2 separate regions of the Sus scrofa genome follow, and region 1 is linked to region 2. Evidence: chromatin contacts called from public Hi-C data. All regions are on one chromosome and are shown on one strand. Each heading gives the region's core, a stretch centred on a gene start, on an enhancer-like site or on the middle of the called end of the contact. The rest is flanking DNA. Distances are from core to core; before and after follow the strand shown.

The links. A called contact is a pair of places that touch in the nucleus more often than the background predicts.
Region 1: a contact with region 2 is called in a Hi-C map of skeletal muscle, with 2.2 times the contacts expected there. The contact joins the promoter of PAK1 here to the enhancer-like site in region 2. A contact is called at or near these places in 7 of 47 Hi-C or Micro-C datasets (embryonic fibroblasts, epiblast stem cells, fetal heart ventricle and 2 more) and 2 of 2 datasets of contacts at active chromatin or transcription factors (alveolar macrophages and skeletal muscle).

Annotation. Positions count from the first base shown.
Region 1 is chr9:11,969,925-11,974,882 of Sscrofa11.1, reverse strand. It overlaps PAK1 (serine/threonine-protein kinase PAK 1), which reads left to right and starts at 1,809. Exons shown (of 15, transcript XM_005667164.3): 1 at 1,809-2,406. It also overlaps the pseudogene LOC100511827.
Region 2 is chr9:11,900,753-11,905,705 of Sscrofa11.1, reverse strand. The region is part of intron 1 of PAK1 (serine/threonine-protein kinase PAK 1); the gene reads left to right. Among named protein-coding and RNA genes, the nearest start is that of PAK1, 70 kb to the left of the region's middle. Within about 2 kb of position 2,940, at least 2 of the 83 cell types and tissues checked have an H3K27ac peak or open chromatin away from gene starts, as enhancers often do. A contact at or near this core is called in skeletal muscle, where this site is marked.

The sequences.
Region 1 (4,958 bases), core at 560-3,059, 70 kb before region 2:
ATACAGTTTTAGACTGTGTGCAACATGCAACAAAAGGCATGGAAATACTATAAGGTCACATCATTGTGAAGGCTCAGGGAAACTTAAGAAATAGTAGGGGTTTGTTTTTGTTTTTGTTTTTTGCTTTTTGGGGCCGCACCCGTGGCATATGGAGGTTTCTAGGCTAGCGATTGAATTGCTACAGCTGCCAGCCTACACCATACCCACAGCAACATGGGATCTGAGCCTCCTCTGCGATCCATACCACTACACCACAGCTCACGGCAACGCTGGATCCTTAATCCACTGAACGAGGCCAGGGACTGAACCTGCAACTTCATGGTTCCTAGTTGGATTCGTTTCTGCTGTGCCCTGGGAACGTCAAGAAATATTAGTTGGATGAACAAAGGGACTGGATATTTGAGCTGGGCTTTGTAGAATGAATAGGTGTTGGCCAGTGAGATAGAGCAGGGCTCAGAGACACGAAGACATGTTTGTCCAAAGAACATTAAGTAGTATTTCCGTGTGGCTGGAACAAAAGATACCACGTAAGATGAGGCTAGAAAGGCTGGTGTAAGCACCAAGGTTGTGCAGTGCCACATTAAGAATGTGGATTTTATTGTGAAGCACAAAACCCTTTGAGAGTATTTAAAGAGGGAAGGCTTTCGTCAGATTTGTCGTTTTAAAAGGTTACTCTGGTCACTGGTAAGTACGGTTGAATCTGGAAGACTGAAAGCCGCTCTAGTTGTCTAGGTGATGGCAGTGAGTGAAGAGAAGGGCGAGATCTTGGGAAATATTTAGGAGACTCTACAGGACTCGGTGACAAATTTGATGAGCGTTGAGAAAGAAGAATGGGGGTTTCTGGCTTAGTGTACTGCTGAATGGTGGTCCATTCACCAAGACCAGAAAGTAACATGAGTCACAAGTTTTGGGGAATATTGTAGTAGGAACAGTCTACATTCCAAAGGGCTTAATGGTGCTAAATTGCACTTACTATTATTATAAAACGGTGACTCAGATCAAGTTACCCATACACAGGTACAACTTAAGGAGAAACTGTGGCTTAGAAATGTTAAGATCCTATCACCAACATCTGTACAGCTGGAATCTGAAGCAAGGCAACTTAATTCCAAACCCTTAGTCACTAACGTTGTTTCAGTTTTGGACATGGGGAATTTGAGGTACAGTGCAAACATTTCATTAGGAAACGCAGAATCTGAACTCAGGGAAAAGGTTTGCGTAGAATGCGACCTCCGTTGGTGTAGGAAGGCGCGAAAAGCTGCCCATTCTTTTCTACCAGAGCACAATAGTTGAAACCTCCATTAACATTTCTTTGCCCCTCCTCCAAGAAAGCCAACAGTGTATTAAATGTCCAGTTCTGAGGTCACAGGATATGGGGTAGCTTCCAAACTCAGCGCTTGGCAACAAGCTAGCAGATGCAGTGGTGCTTTATAACCAAGAGGACCACAATCCTATGGGATTGGCTGTCTTTTTCGACCCCGATTCCACCACTGTCGCCCCTTAACACCTCCCACAAACATCCTGGGGAAAGCCCGCCTTAAAGGAGCCTGCAGCTGTAGCGAGCGATAGCACTCGAGGAGAGACGGGGGCGCAATGACGTCATGCGGCAGCGGGTGATTCCCCAGCCTCTGGCGTCACGCGCCAATGACGTCATTCCAGGCGCTGGCCCTCCCCCAGGCCTGGGTTGGCTTCGCTCACGTGGGTCGGTCCAGTCCTCCCCGCCCCCTCCCACCTGCAGGAGGCTGGGCGGGCCTGGCTGGGCCGGAGCCTCGGCCTCGCGGGGGAGGGGGCGGGGGGCCGGTGGGCGAGGCGGTCCGCCCGGCCCGGCGGCGTACAATAGCTCGGCGGAGGCCGAGGCGGGGGCCCGGGCCGGGGCTTCAGCTGGAGACCCAGGTGTCGGTAGCACCGCAGACGCCCCCTCACGGTTTCCCCCCACAGCCCCCTCCCCCTCCGCCCGTCCGTCGCGCCTCCCCGCCGCCTCCCTCAGCAGCTCCGCCGTCCTACTCGACAGACGCTTTCTCTCAGACTCTTACCCCCTCTTTTGCGGAGCCCCTCAAAGAACCCTCTGTCTCCCCACCTCCTCCCCCGGAGGCCAGTCGAGCCCCTCGCCTCTCCAGCGGCCGGAGCCGCACCTCCTCAGCGGCGTCGCCGGGCTCCCTCCCTCCCCCACCTCACCCCCGGGTCGCTGACCACCCCCGCCCCCGCCCGGTCCGGAGCGGACTCCCCGGCACCAGCGAGGCGGGGAGGCGCCGAGTGCGCGGCGGCGGCGGCTGAGGCGGCGGGAGGGGGAAAGTGAAGCGGCCCCTCGCACACACTCGCGCGCTCGCTCCCCCGCTCGGCCGCCGCCGCCGCCGCCGGCGTGGAAAAGGAGGAGGAACCGAGTGGAGCCGAAGCTAAGCGCGGAAGGTGAGAGCCGGCCTCCCGCGCGGTACCCTTGGCGTCGCGCGGTGCGGGGGCGGGGGCGTCGCGGGGCGTGGGGCCCATTCATTCCGGCTGCAGGGCTGGGCGGGCGGGGGGCGCCAGGTGAGGCGAGGCGGGGGCGTCGCCCCTCGAGGCTGGCCGCCGCTGTCGGACCAACAAAGGCTCCCCGTGCGCTCACCCGGGCGGCCGCAGGTCTCAGACGCCGGGGGGGGGGAGCTGAGGGACCCGGCGGCGGGCCGAGGCGGGGAGGGGTCGGGACCGCTGGTCTGGGTCCGGGACTCCCTCCCGAACTTTGCGGCCCCCCGACGGGGAGCCTAGCAAGGCAGCGTCAGATTCATTGTGCACGAAAGAAATCACCCCGGTCCAGGCCAGGGGGGCGGGGGATCACGTCTAGGGTTCAACTCCTTGAAAAATACTGGATGGTGTTTGACTCACGCGGCCCCTCCCCCACCCCGGGAAGACGCTCACTTGTGGCGTTAAAAACAAACTGGGAAAGGAGAATTGTGGCTGTTTCATGTTGATTATTCCATTTCAATAGGCGCTATTATATCCTTTACTGTCTGGAGTAGTTTCACAGCAGACATTGCTGGGGTGTTTTGGAAGAACACTGGAGACGTTCTGGGTGTTTGGAAGTGTGGAGAGCCAAGTGCTTGTTGTTTGTTAAGCCCTTTGGATAACTGTCTTACACTTTCTCCTCCCACCCCCCCGCCCCCGGAACAGTGAAAGGTGAAGGCAAGAGTTGGTACCCTGGTACCAATAAACATTTCAAATTCACTAGTTTAGCCTTTAAGAGTTGTTTCTGAGAAAATGTGTAATTTTGCCTCCGGTGTCTTTGGGCTCTCTCTCGACTTGGTCAGGAGAAAAAGGAGTCAACAGTAGACACATGCCTCATTGGTCTTAACTTGTGACTTCACCTACTTCCTGTGTGACCTTGAGCAGGTCACTTCCAGTCTTACCGTTCCAGGAACTTGTTTTTGTGCCCTCGAAGCAGGCGGGTATCCACCACCTACTTAGCTTTCAGGAGTCTGCGGAAGAATTACCCCCATTAGAAGTCTTTGCTGGCACCACCCCCATACTCCTCTCAGGCAAAACTTTCTCTTTGGGCCCCTCAGAGGCCTGCTTGGATTTCTACCACAGCACTTTTTTTGTTCACATTTGGTAAATCCTGAATCAGGTGCGAATGAAATCAGTCTCTCCTCAACTAGAAACTATACTTCTCAAAAAGGGTTTTGGAATCATGGACCCCGAAACATTCCCTGAAGCTTATCCATGTCCTTAACTTTTGTGAGCTCTTGGGTCTGTCTGGGAAATTTGCCTATTTAGTCATTGATTTACCCAACATTGCTGGGATCTGAAGAGCTACTGTTTCAAGTTTCCTGCTAGGGCTGTGGGGATTTTGAATCTATTAAGATATTCCCTGTCTTCACAGAGCTCAAAGTCTAGTGGGTGAGGTAGCCATGTAAACAGTGAAGGCCTTCCGTCCTCTCTGGGGGCTCCAGTTGTACAGGGAGCAGTGTGCAATAATTGAGGCTGCTGGACCTGTTTTACAGGTCTTGTCCTGGCCAAAGTGAGACCTGCGGGGAAGGTGGTGACCTGCCTCTCATCCATAAGATAACACTTGACAAAGAGCTTGTTCAGTTTAATTCAGTATACACTTACTCAGCACATGTTATGAGGTTCTGTGTTAGGTTTGGAGGAAGGAGTGCTTTCTACAAGGAGGGCACTGTATATCCAGAGAGATCTTTGTAAAACAAAAACCAATCATTTCTCCCCACCCTCAACTGGTCATTTGCTAAAGAAAAATTTTAAACTCTGATATGAGTAGGAACCTCTTGGAGGTTAGAGTACTGCCTACCTTTGCAGAGGCTCATTTTCTATAACCCTCTGCCCCCCTCTTCTCATCTCTGCTTTTGCATGTGTTGTTCTTTTTGCCTGGAATGCCACCTTCTACCTGCCTGTGGAGAAGCACTTGTTGGACCTCTGGGAAGCAGTCCCTTAGTTTCTCCTTCTATTATCTCCGTAGTAGAGTTGCTCTTCTCTATTCCATGGCTCATGTACAGACCACTCTTATAGGTCCCTATAGCACTCTATTGCAAATGTCTAAGTTTGTGCCTGTCTTTTCCATTAATCTGTGAATTTCTTGAGGGCAGGATCAGTTTAGTTTCAATGTCTACTGAAGTTCCTGGTGCTGAATAAGTGTTGGAAATGAATGTAAGAATGAAGAAGCAAGTCAAGACCCATAAGTTAGAGGTTACCTCATTCTTTGGTTAGAACAGTTTTCTCCAAGTGTGGTCCCTGCACCAGCAGCATCAATAAAAATTCATGAGAATGGTTAGAATTGCAAATTATGTGTCCTGTCTCAGACCTACAAATGAAACACTCTAGTGTTGGGGCCACCCATTATCTGCTTTAACAAGCCCTTCAGATGAGTATGATACTTGCCAAAGCTTGAGAATCACAAGGTTTAAAGATCTGCTTTTCATAAGACCAAGTCCTTGCCACCTCCATCTGTTCTTCCCTCCCTTTTTCTTCCATAG
Region 2 (4,953 bases), core at 1,691-4,190:
CCCAGAAGCCAAGAAAGTGGAGCACTTGAAAGAGAAGAGGGAGGTCAGTTATGTTGCATGCTGCTGAGGGGCTGAGTAAGGTGAGGACAGAATAGTGACCATTTCATCTGGCAACATGGACATGTCCGATAGTCTTGACGAGACTACTTTTGATGAAATAGGAGGATGTTATTTGGCAAACAGAAGGGGAAGAAGTGGAGATAGTATAAGTCGATAGATAATTCTTTTTAGAAGCTCTTCTATGAAGGGGAACAAAGAAATGTTATTTGAGGAAGATGTGGGTGTCAGGGGAGGGGTGTGTGTGTGTGTGTGTGTGTGTGTGTGTGTCTTTGAATAAAAGACTCTATAACATGTTTATATTATCTCATATTCTCAGCTCAGGTCAAAAATTTAGAGATCATCCTGATTTTTCATTTTTTTCTCACATTGCATATCCAATCTCTAAATAAGCCATTTGGCTCTACCTTCAAAATATCTACCTTTGTAATACTTCTCTCTATCTACTGTAGTCTATTTAAGTCACCATCAGTTCTCATATGAATTCCTGGTTACTTACTATTACTTCTTGGAGTTCCCATTGTGGCTCAGTGGAAACGAATCTGACTGGTATACATGAGGATGCAGATTCGATCCCTGGCCTCGCTCAGTGGGTTAAAGATCTGGCATTGCCTTGAGCTGTGATGTAGTTTGCAGACGTGGCTTGGATCTGGTGTTGCTGTGGCTGTGGTGTAGGCCAGCAGCTACAGTTCTGATTTGCCCCCTAGCCTGGGAACCTCCTGTGCCACAGGTGTGTCCCTAAAAAGACCAAAAAAAAAAAAAAAAAAAAATTGCTTCTTAAAGTTCTCTCCACTTTTCCTTTGCTCCCCTACATTCAGTTCTCTGCAGCCAGAGTGGTCTGTTTAAAACATAAATTAGATCATTGCTCAAAACTCTCACACTTGCTACAAAATCCAAATTTATCAAGGCCTATAAGGTCCTGCATAATTTGACCTCTGGCTGCATCTTGAATCTTAGACTCTTATCACATTTCTCATTGCTCACTCAACTATTTTCTTGCCCTTTTTGCTGTTTTGTGGGCCACCAAATATTCTCCTTTAGGACATTTGTGCTTACTGTGCCTTCTACTTAAAAACACTTCCAGATGTTGCTGTGAATTTGCTGACACATTTCATTCAAGTCTTAAGTGTTTCTTTATCAGAGATGCCTGTCCTGATCACTTAATCTTTTTTTTTTTTTTTTTTTTAAGGACCGCACCCACAACATGTGGAAGTTCCCAGGCTAGGGGTCGAATCAGAGCTACAGCTGCCAGCCTACACCACAGCCAGAGCAGCGTGGTATCCGAGCTGTGTCTGCGATCTGCGTCACAGCTCATGGCAATGCTGGATCCTTAACCCATGGAGCAAGGCCAGGGACCAAACCCACATCCTCATGGATACTAGTTGGATTTGTTCCTGCTGCACTACAAAGGGAACTCCCTGATCCCTTAATCTTATGTACCACCCCCATTAGGAATTTCCCCAGATGGTAGAAGAGGGATTATAAGACCCTTGGTACTTGTTTCTGGAAGTCACTCTAGTGACTATCTTCACGGGTGATAGGAGTGAGAAAGATGTGTAATATGATTGGTAGGGGAGGGAATGGTGAAGGTACAGGGTCAGCATAAGTGAATTTAAGTCTCGATTCCAAATCTCTCTGCCTTTTCCATTTTACTTTGCTGCCTCTCATCCCTCTCCAATTATAGGAAGTTTTCCAGGTACAGCCCTTGGTTAATTCTGTCTCAAAGTATAATTAGTGGATAAAGAGTGTTTTTAGGAGAATCAGAATAATCAGAGGCTTTTCACTATTTCATTGAGTGATCTTAGGTAAGTTACATACACCCGTGAGTTTCATGTTTGAACTATAAAAGTATGAAACTAGCTGATTTTTCAAGGTCCTTCCAGCTCTTGTATTTTTCTTCTCTAAACCAGGCTACCTTAGTCAGTGAAACTTTACTAAGTATCTAGTGCCAGATCTATACTGGGTGACACTTGGGAACATAAAGATTATTTAGAGTTGGTTTTTTTCCTTTGACTTGTTCATAGTCTTGATAAGGTTGATATGATGAAATATGGAAGCTGCTGTTTAGAATTATATATAAAATGTTATAAAACTTGGGGGAAAGTAGAAATAGAACTTGTGTGAAGGTTTTGTAGAGAAAGTGAGTCAAACTGGGTCTTGAAGAATGAGTAGGAGTTTTCTTGGAAGACAAGTTGGGACGTTTTAGTCAGAGAGAACTGTGGGCAAAGCAGGAACATGAAGCAGTTTGGGCTGGAATGACAAGTTTAGGGAATAGAAGAGATGAAATTGGATAGTTGAGTTGGGGGATGAGAACAGATATTTACTGAATGTCTATTTTGTGCCAGATGGCAGGGTAGGGGCTTTTATATATGCTTTTTAATTCTCATGATAACTTTATAACATAGATAGGCTTATTTGTATTTTACAAAAGAGGTTTAAACCGAGCGTCAAAAATTAAAGTAGCTTTCCCAACAGCCCAGAAACAGTTTCCAGTTTTCCTCTCTGCTAACTCGGCAGTTGCTTTCTCGTTGCTAAACCAGTGCAAGTGGCTGGAAACTGTGTAGTGGGAATGTCTTTCAGAAGGACATCCCTCAGCAAATTCGAAACCGCAGCATTCCAGGCTCCTGCCAAAGAAAACCTCCTGGCACAATTAAATTAAAGATCAGATTCTCATAACCAGGTGTCAAGGGCATGCAGTACTCCCCAGTCTTGGGTGGAGTGTTGATCATGCCAGTCTCAGCTGCTCTGAGTTATTGGAACTGAAAATGGGATTAATATATTAAGTAAGTTTTATTTCTTTTTTCCTTTCTCTTCATTTAAGTAATTGCCCGAGGCATTCCTTTGCCTCTGGAGTGAACAGTGTAGTGGTACAGTGGAGAGAGATATGATTCTAAGGTCACACAGACTTCATTTCAGGTCCCTACCTCTGCTGTCCTCTAGCTGTGTGACCCTTGGTGATGATCATTGTCTCGGAGATTTTGCTGCTTCTGATTTGTTCCCTGTTTTATCCCTAGCCCCTAACATAGCCTGGCAAACTGTAGGTGATGAATAAAATATTTGCATGAATGAAAGAGCAAAATGAGGAGTTCCCGTTGTGGCACAGTGGTTAACGAATCTGACTAGGAACCATGAGGTTGAAGGTTCGGTCCTTGGCCTTGCTCAGTGGGTTAAGGATCTGGCGTTGCCGTGAGCTGTGGTGTAGGTTGCAGACGCGGCTCAGATTCTGCGTTGCTGTGGCTCTGGCGTAGGCTGGTGGCTACAGCTCCGATTCGACCCCTAGGCTGGGAACCTCCATATGCCGCGGGAGCGGCCCAAGAAATAGCAAAAAGACAAAAAAAAATAAATAAATAAATAAAAAATAAAATAAAATATCAGTCTCAGGAGTTCCTGATGTAGCTCAGTGGTCACAAACCCACCTAGTGTCCATGAGGATTCGGCTTCAATCCCTGGCCTCGCTCAGTGTGTTAAGGATCCAGTGTTGTCATGAGTTGTGGTGTAGGTCACAGATGTGGCTCAGATCCCACGTTGCTGTGGCTATGGTGTAAGCTGGCAGCTGTAGCTCTGATTCAACCCCCAGCCTATCTCGAAGGTGTGGCCCTAAAAAGATTAAAAAAAAAAAAAATCAGCCCCAAATAATAGCTAAAATCCTATTTATAAAGTTGGTTGGTCCAGGAGGTTTTATGGGGATACTTTTTTTATATTATTATTATTTCCCCCATACAGTTTTTTTTCTACTGTACAGCAAGGTGACCCAGTTACACATACATGTATACATTCTTTTTTCTCCCATTATCATGCTCTATCGTAAGTGACTAGACATAGGTCTCAATGCTATACAGCAGGATCTTATTGCTAATTGGAAAAGTTTGCATTTATTGACCCCGAGCTCCCAATCCATCCCACTCCCTCCCCCTTGGCAACCACACCAAGTTTTGGGGATACTTTTAAAAAGGATTTTAGCAATTTAGAGGACTCTCCTAAACTCCAAGTCCTATTGTGTGAACTCACGGCATCAGAGTCCTCAGTGCAGACAGAGAGCAGCTGGTCCCCTCCTCCAGACAACACCTCTTTTCTCTTTGTCATCTTTCAGGCTTGTTAAATCAATAGTGTTATCTTTTATTTTTAACATGGAACATTCATGGTACAGATCTGGAACTGCTTAGAAGGGATCATTTTTCTGACTAGTGCTGTATGTGTTGCACAAAGTAAAAGGCCCACTGTAATTGCTGTGTGTCCTCCTTTTTTACCTTAATGTTGCATTCTACCACATTGCCACACATTCTACTCTCAGACTTGGGTTATTCTGGTGGTCTGGGGTATATTTGTCATCATTGTTCTCTATCAAAATCATTCATTTATTGTTTTTTTTTTTTCCTTGGTCAAGGTAATACACCAATGCTTGGGCCTTTCCCAGACCAATTAAAATCAGAGTTCAAGTGGTGGTATTTTCCCTCTGTTTTTTATTAGGAAAATCTCAAACATAGCAAAGTTGAAAGAATTTCATAGTGAATACCTCTATAACTACCACTTAGATTCTTCACATTAACATTTTCTTTTTTAAAAACATCATCACAACCTGAAACATTTTCATGTACTTGCTTTTATCAATCCATTATATATTCTATATTGACATATATATTATGTCACATCTGTGTTCATGTCTTAATCTTTGTTTTTGAAAAACACATTTCAAAGTAAATTGCAGATATTAGTATACTCCCCTCCCCCAAATACTTCAGCTTGTATTTTAAAAAGCTTCTAGAAAATTCTGGTAGTCCAAAGTCAGTGACCACTAATTTGACCTATTTATTCTTTAGGCGCTACTCTTAATACCACCTCTTCTATGAAGCCTCAGTGATCACCTCAGTTTCATACAATCTTTTCTTTCTGCTTCTT